Regions from separate parts of the Sus scrofa genome. Here region 1 is linked to region 2. A link is a contact called in public HiChIP or PLAC-seq data. All regions are on one chromosome and are shown on one strand. Each heading gives the region's core, a stretch centred on a gene start, on an enhancer-like site or on the middle of the called end of the contact. The rest is flanking DNA. Distances are from core to core; before and after follow the strand shown.

Region 1 (2,700 bases), core at 136-2,635, 560 kb before region 2:
GTGGTTGAAATCCTGAATATGCAGAACCCCCAAAAGAAAATTCACTTTAATTAAAAATACCAGAGGCTGGCTATTCAGTTCTTCCAAATACGATTTACTGTGTTCTATGTACAAAACCCTGGAGTGATTCTTACAACTTTATTTGGCCTTAAATGACTGCTTTCGTTGTCCTCTCTTCAAAAATCACCTGCTCCTCTCCTTCTCTCTCATATATACTTTGGCACCTCCATTCTTACAAACACGCATACTAGAAAATTTGAGCGGTTCTTTACTCTTTCATTTCCCTCTTCATCATTTAGTGAAAAACATCAAATTCTATGGATAGTTCTTTGGAAGCATCTCAAATCTCCACCTCTCTTTCCATCCCATCCTCACTCTGTATCACTGCCAAAGTGATGCTTCTATAAAACAAGTCTGGAGTCTGCTGCTGCTCAGCTTAAAACCATCTACTGACTTCACTCTGATCATGGGAAAATCCAAACAGCTCAGTACAACCTAAAGGTAGTGCTATGACCTAAAGCTCACTGAACTGACACCAATGGCTTTCCAGTCTTCTCCTCTACTCCATTTCACCTCCAGCATCTTTTTCCTGACCTCTCCCCGCTTCATTACTTCGACTATGCTCCAGAAGCCTGCGTGTGAATTACTAGACCAGTATGGACCCAGTCACAGCACAACGAAAGTGTAAATCTGGCCCTGGGGATAGTGAAAGAAGCAATTAAGCTTAACTCACAGCCCGTGTGCAAAATGGGGAAACCCAGAGAACCGTCTGTTCGAAGCTTTCCCTCCAAGACCAGGTGGGCTCAGCAAACGAACTGTCAAAGGTGAGGCCACAACAGACTTGAAACCGAGGAATGGGGTCGGCTTTCGCCGCCCAGACCTATTTGGTACCCAACCCAGCAGTCCTGAATCACAGACTAACAGACGACAGTTTCGAAACCCAATCTTGGAAACCCGAGGAGGCGCAAGGTTCTGTTAACTCTCCCCATCTCCATGCTCTTTGGGGCGGGGGAGGGGGGGGACCTCTGGTTTCTCTTCAGTTTTTACCTCTCTTGAGTGCAAACGTATCTGTAACTCTACCCTAATACCTTAATCACCAAACCTTCCCACCAAAACCTAGTCCCACCCTTTCCCCCTCCCAGCTTAGCCCATCCTTTCGGCGAGCCGACTATCCCATGGGTCGCCCAGCTCTGTCCCTTTTCCTTACTTCGGCAGCCGAAGGAAACTATTCCGTCTGCTCTTTTATCCTCAGCGGACTCTCCACTTCTTCGTACCAGCTTCCTCCAAACTCCTGTTCCAGCCTGAGCTCCACACCACGAGTGCAACGTTCAACCCACGTTCCACCCTGCCTGCTCCTCCCCCACCGGCCCCTCCGCTAGGAAAGCAGCTTCCGGCTAGAGTCCGCCGCTAAAAAGTTCCCCTTCCTGCTCCGCGCGGGGCCTGGAAGGACGTAAGTGTGGCGGGGAGGATGAGGAACGGAACACTTCCGGCCGGCCTCCGCAGAGAGGCGGGGCTGTAACTCTACCCTAATACCTTAATCACCCGGCTGGCAGCCGCAGCCGCAGCTTCAGGGGCGGGGCCGGTGCCTGCAGAGTCCGCCTTCTGTGAGTGGCTGGGTTTGGGGAGGCGACATTTCTGGAAGCTGATGGAAAGCGCTTGAGTGGTGGAGGTGACGCCAGCGACCAGGGGGTGGGGCGTGATTAAAACTAGTGCGCAGCCGGCAGCGGAGGGATTACGCTAAGAGGCAGGCGCGCGTCCCGTTGCGCACTAGCGATGCGAGCCCGGGTCGGAAGCTGATGCGCCCTTGAGTGACTTGGGTGGGTGGCCGGGCGGGCGAGGAGGAAGGGCTACCCAGCAGGCGGAGGGTGTGATGGAGGCTCTTGGCCGGCGCCCCCCTGCAGCAACGAGGTCTCCTCGACGGCGGGCTGCGCAAGGCCCCCGTAGTTCGCTCTCCTAAAGCCTCAGTGGGAGCCGAGCTGCCACATTGCGTGTTCACAAAGGGTCACCACACACGGAGCTGCCCCTCCCTGTCTCCCTAAACCCCATCTGCGAGGCCAGGGGCTTTTCCACCAGGATTCTGGGTGTTTCTCCTCCTTTGCTCCCTCCCAGATCTTCTAACGGTAAGGGGAGTAGCCAAAGCGCAGGGACTTTGAGCGCCAGGACCCTTTCTTACTTATCAGTAGCCGGAGGGTCCCTGCTGCACTCTTGTCAGCTGCCCTGCCTTGTTTTAACTCAGGGAAAGGGGGAGTTGTCGTGTAGTCTATAAGTTTAAGGCTCTGCTTTCATAGGAAGGTCATGTGGCTTAGGGGACATCGTGATCTCGTGTGCTATTTCTGAGTCTGCATTCTGAATCTTGCGGGCAGCATATTCCAGAAGTCCTTCGCTCGATTGGTTCTGTGTCCAGGAATAACAATATGTAGTTTCTGACCGTTTCAGTACAGAAGAACCACTATTGGCATTTTGGACTATGGGGCTTTTTTATTATTGGTCCCAAACTAAATCGTTATATTCTGGAATACTGCTGAAAATTTTGATAGGGTAGAGGAAGTAGGTCCCGTGTACCAAGGAATTCTTCACTGAGGAGTTCAGTTTTCCGTACTTCTGAATGCAGATAGCCAAGAAATCCAACAGGGAGTTTGTTTTGTTTTTCGCTAGACTGAAAAATAGCTTTTGTTTACCTTTTTGTTGTACTAGATTACT
Region 2 (2,700 bases), core at 194-2,693:
CTTTACCCCTGGAAGGTAGGCAAGACTGTTTTACAGGTGAAATCACAGAGCTGTCGGTTAGAGAGGAGGCTTTCAGACTCTAAATCCATTGGCATTTTTGTACAGGTGTCTTATTGAGGCAACCCTGCCTAAAATACTCGGAGCACTGAGAGATGTAAGTGGAGAGTCAGATAGACATTTGTGGTCTCTGCGTTCTGTTCCTAAATCTGGGGGAGATCTTGTCTGCATCTAGCTCTCTCACAAATGGTATTATTTTGTGCTGTTTGCTAACCACGGGCAGGTGTAGACGTTTTCAATTACATTTTGAATTGAAATAGCATTTCAGGGCTAGCCTGGTAAGCCCCATGTGGTTCGTAGTAGCTATTTCCTGATAGAGATTAGAAACTACTGTTTGTAATACAGTTTTGGGTTCATATATTGTTGTATCTAATACAGTTTTTGGTAATTTCAATTAACTAGATTGTAGCTTTATGGCCCTGGGTCTTCAAGAAACAATGTTCAAACATTCTCCCTGCTTAATGATATCCTTACTGTTGTTGAACTTCTATGACCTTATTGGAAATCAATGATTGCTTCTGATCTTCCAAATGTCTGGTTGAGGAGAGACCAAGATGAAATCACTATACAGAATGCTTTGAGATTGCAGGATGTGGAGAGCGTACTGTCGTTAAAATGAATGATTCCGCTTGGAGGTAAACCATATTTTAACTCTGCATGTGTAGTGTGCATGAAGGAATTTCTCTGTGCAGAGTGATTTTCCCCCAATAATTTGCAGGATCACAGCACTCCCAGTAGCAGGTATCACCTAGCTCGTGCGCAGTCGCTCGGCTAAAGCGAGCTTTCCTCTCCTAGCAACTGTTGCTAAGAGAGGCGTGGCTTCGGAGTCCCGCGAGGAGGCGTTCGGGGGCCTCAGCGCGTAGACTACACTTCCCGTGATGCTCGAGGGTGGTCTTGGTGGTGACGCACTTAGTGTCCGCGGAGCGGGAGGGGGAGAGGGAGCGTGAGGGCCAGGGCGGGGGCGGCGGCCGCGAAGGGGGCCCGTGCTTTCTCCGAGTCGCAGACTCGCGCTCGGGCAGCCGCCGCCGCCGCCGCCGCCATGTTGGCTTGAGGGCCGATGACTGGGGGCGGCTGCGGCGCCGGGGACTGAAAAGTGGAGGAGGAGGCGGAGAGACAGAGCTCTGAGAGGAAACCCTTCCCGGGCTGAGAGGAAGGACCCGGCCTCTTCCGGGGACCAGCCGAAGTCGGCGTCGCGGGGAGCTCGCGAGGCCGGGGAGGGGAGGGGAAGGCGGAGACGGGGGAGGCGGAGGCGGCAGAGGAGCGCCGAGAAGCCGGAGGCGATGCGCCCCGAGCCCCGCGGCTGCCCCGAGGCGCCCGCGGCCTGAGCCCCGACGGGCCGTGGGGTCTCCAGCCCGCCTCATCTCCCCGCGCCCCCGGTTCGCCGCTCGGCTGCCCGGCCCGGGCTTGCGCTGCGGCTCCCAACGAGTTAAATGCCCTTGAGCGCGGGTTTCCGCGGCCCGGCTCGCAGCCCCGGCCGCGCGAGCTGAGCTGTTTCCCCGCGCCGCCCGCCGGGGGACGCGTCCATGTGTAGCCACATAGTTATCTGTGTACCTCGGCGCCGGGGCATTCGCCTCCTGCTTAATGAGGACTTGACTCGGGAGCAAGTGTGAATCACTGCCGGGCTGGGAGAGGAGGCAGGCGATTTAACCCCCTCCCACCCCGCTCCATGTCCGTGTGTCACTCGGCTCGGTCCACCTGGCGCGGCCGGTCCTGGGGCGGCTGCTGTTGCTGCGGCGGCTGCTGACGACGACGACGGCGGCGGGGCTGCCGCTGCCACCCCGAGAGTTCCCTCCCGCTCCGGCCGCTCGGCTCCCGGCGACTGTTCCTCTTCGCTCGGAACCTCGGCCAGGCCGGCACTTGGGCTCCGAGAGAACTTATTTTTTTTTGGAAAGCACAGCTCGAACCGTTCAGGATCCCGAAGGTTGATTTCCGTAGCCCGAAGACTTCTCTTTTTGGTTCGTCTTTTTTGATTTTTTTTTTTTTTTTCTTCGCCAGTATCTGGGTCTATCTCAAACGGCAAGATGTCCAGTAATGTCCCGGCGGATATGGTAAGTGAAGGATAAGAGTTACGACACCCTTTGATTTACTTGTGGTTTCCAATCTTTTTTAATCGGAAAGGCTGCAGGCGTGGGGTGAAGGTTGCTGGCGGGGGACGGTTGAAAAGCCGCGGTGCGGGGACGTGGCTTTGGCCAAGTTGGGGGTTCTGCTGGCCCTCGTGTGGGAAGTACTGCTTCTAATACGGTTTTTCTCGTCGGGCTGTGTTTTCTACATGATTAAAGACGATGGAGAAGTTGGGAAAATGTAGCAAGGTGGCTCGAAGTGGCGAAGAGCTCTTCCTCTTTGCTAGCAGTCTCTGAGCACTGGTGTCTTGGAGCTTCTGAAAACGTCAGTGGCCGTGGGCAGCGCTGAGGACGGATGTCCCTACAGATACCGAGGTGGCCAGGAAAACGGGGATCTTGGCTCGGTGACACGGGTGGTTAATGCAGTGGGTACTAGCTTGCTATTTCCAAGAGCACAGCCGCAGTATCCGGTCGAGGGAAGACTCGATTAGGATTTGCTGTGAGCTTTCTGAAACGTCTGGGTGAACAAGGATGGCAGGCAGAAATATGAACACGTTTTGGAATTGTCACAAATCTAGGCTGA

Evidence for each region. HiChIP or PLAC-seq counts read pairs in DNA pulled down with a chosen protein or histone mark.
Region 1: an H3K27ac HiChIP or PLAC-seq map of alveolar macrophages shows a contact between it and region 2. The contact joins the promoter of USPL1 here to the promoter of LOC102165571 in region 2. A contact is called at or near these places in 1 of 5 promoter capture datasets (liver) and 2 of 2 datasets of contacts at active chromatin or transcription factors (alveolar macrophages and skeletal muscle).

The regions. Positions count from the first base shown.
Region 1 is chr11:7,319,872-7,322,571 of Sscrofa11.1, reverse strand. It overlaps USPL1 (SUMO-specific isopeptidase USPL1), which reads right to left and starts at 1,385. Exons shown (of 9, transcript XM_021065545.1): 1 at 1,208-1,385. It also overlaps a transcript of HMGB1 not described here.
Region 2 is chr11:6,761,887-6,764,586 of Sscrofa11.1, reverse strand. LOC102165571 (formin-like protein 3) reads right to left here and starts at 1,443. Exons shown (of 2, transcript XM_005668309.3): 1 at 1-1,443. The coding sequence starts at 1,418. The coding sequence ends at 849. It overlaps UBL3 (ubiquitin-like protein 3), which reads left to right and starts at 975. Exons shown (of 5, transcript XM_003130919.4): 1 at 975-2,105. The coding sequence starts at 2,079.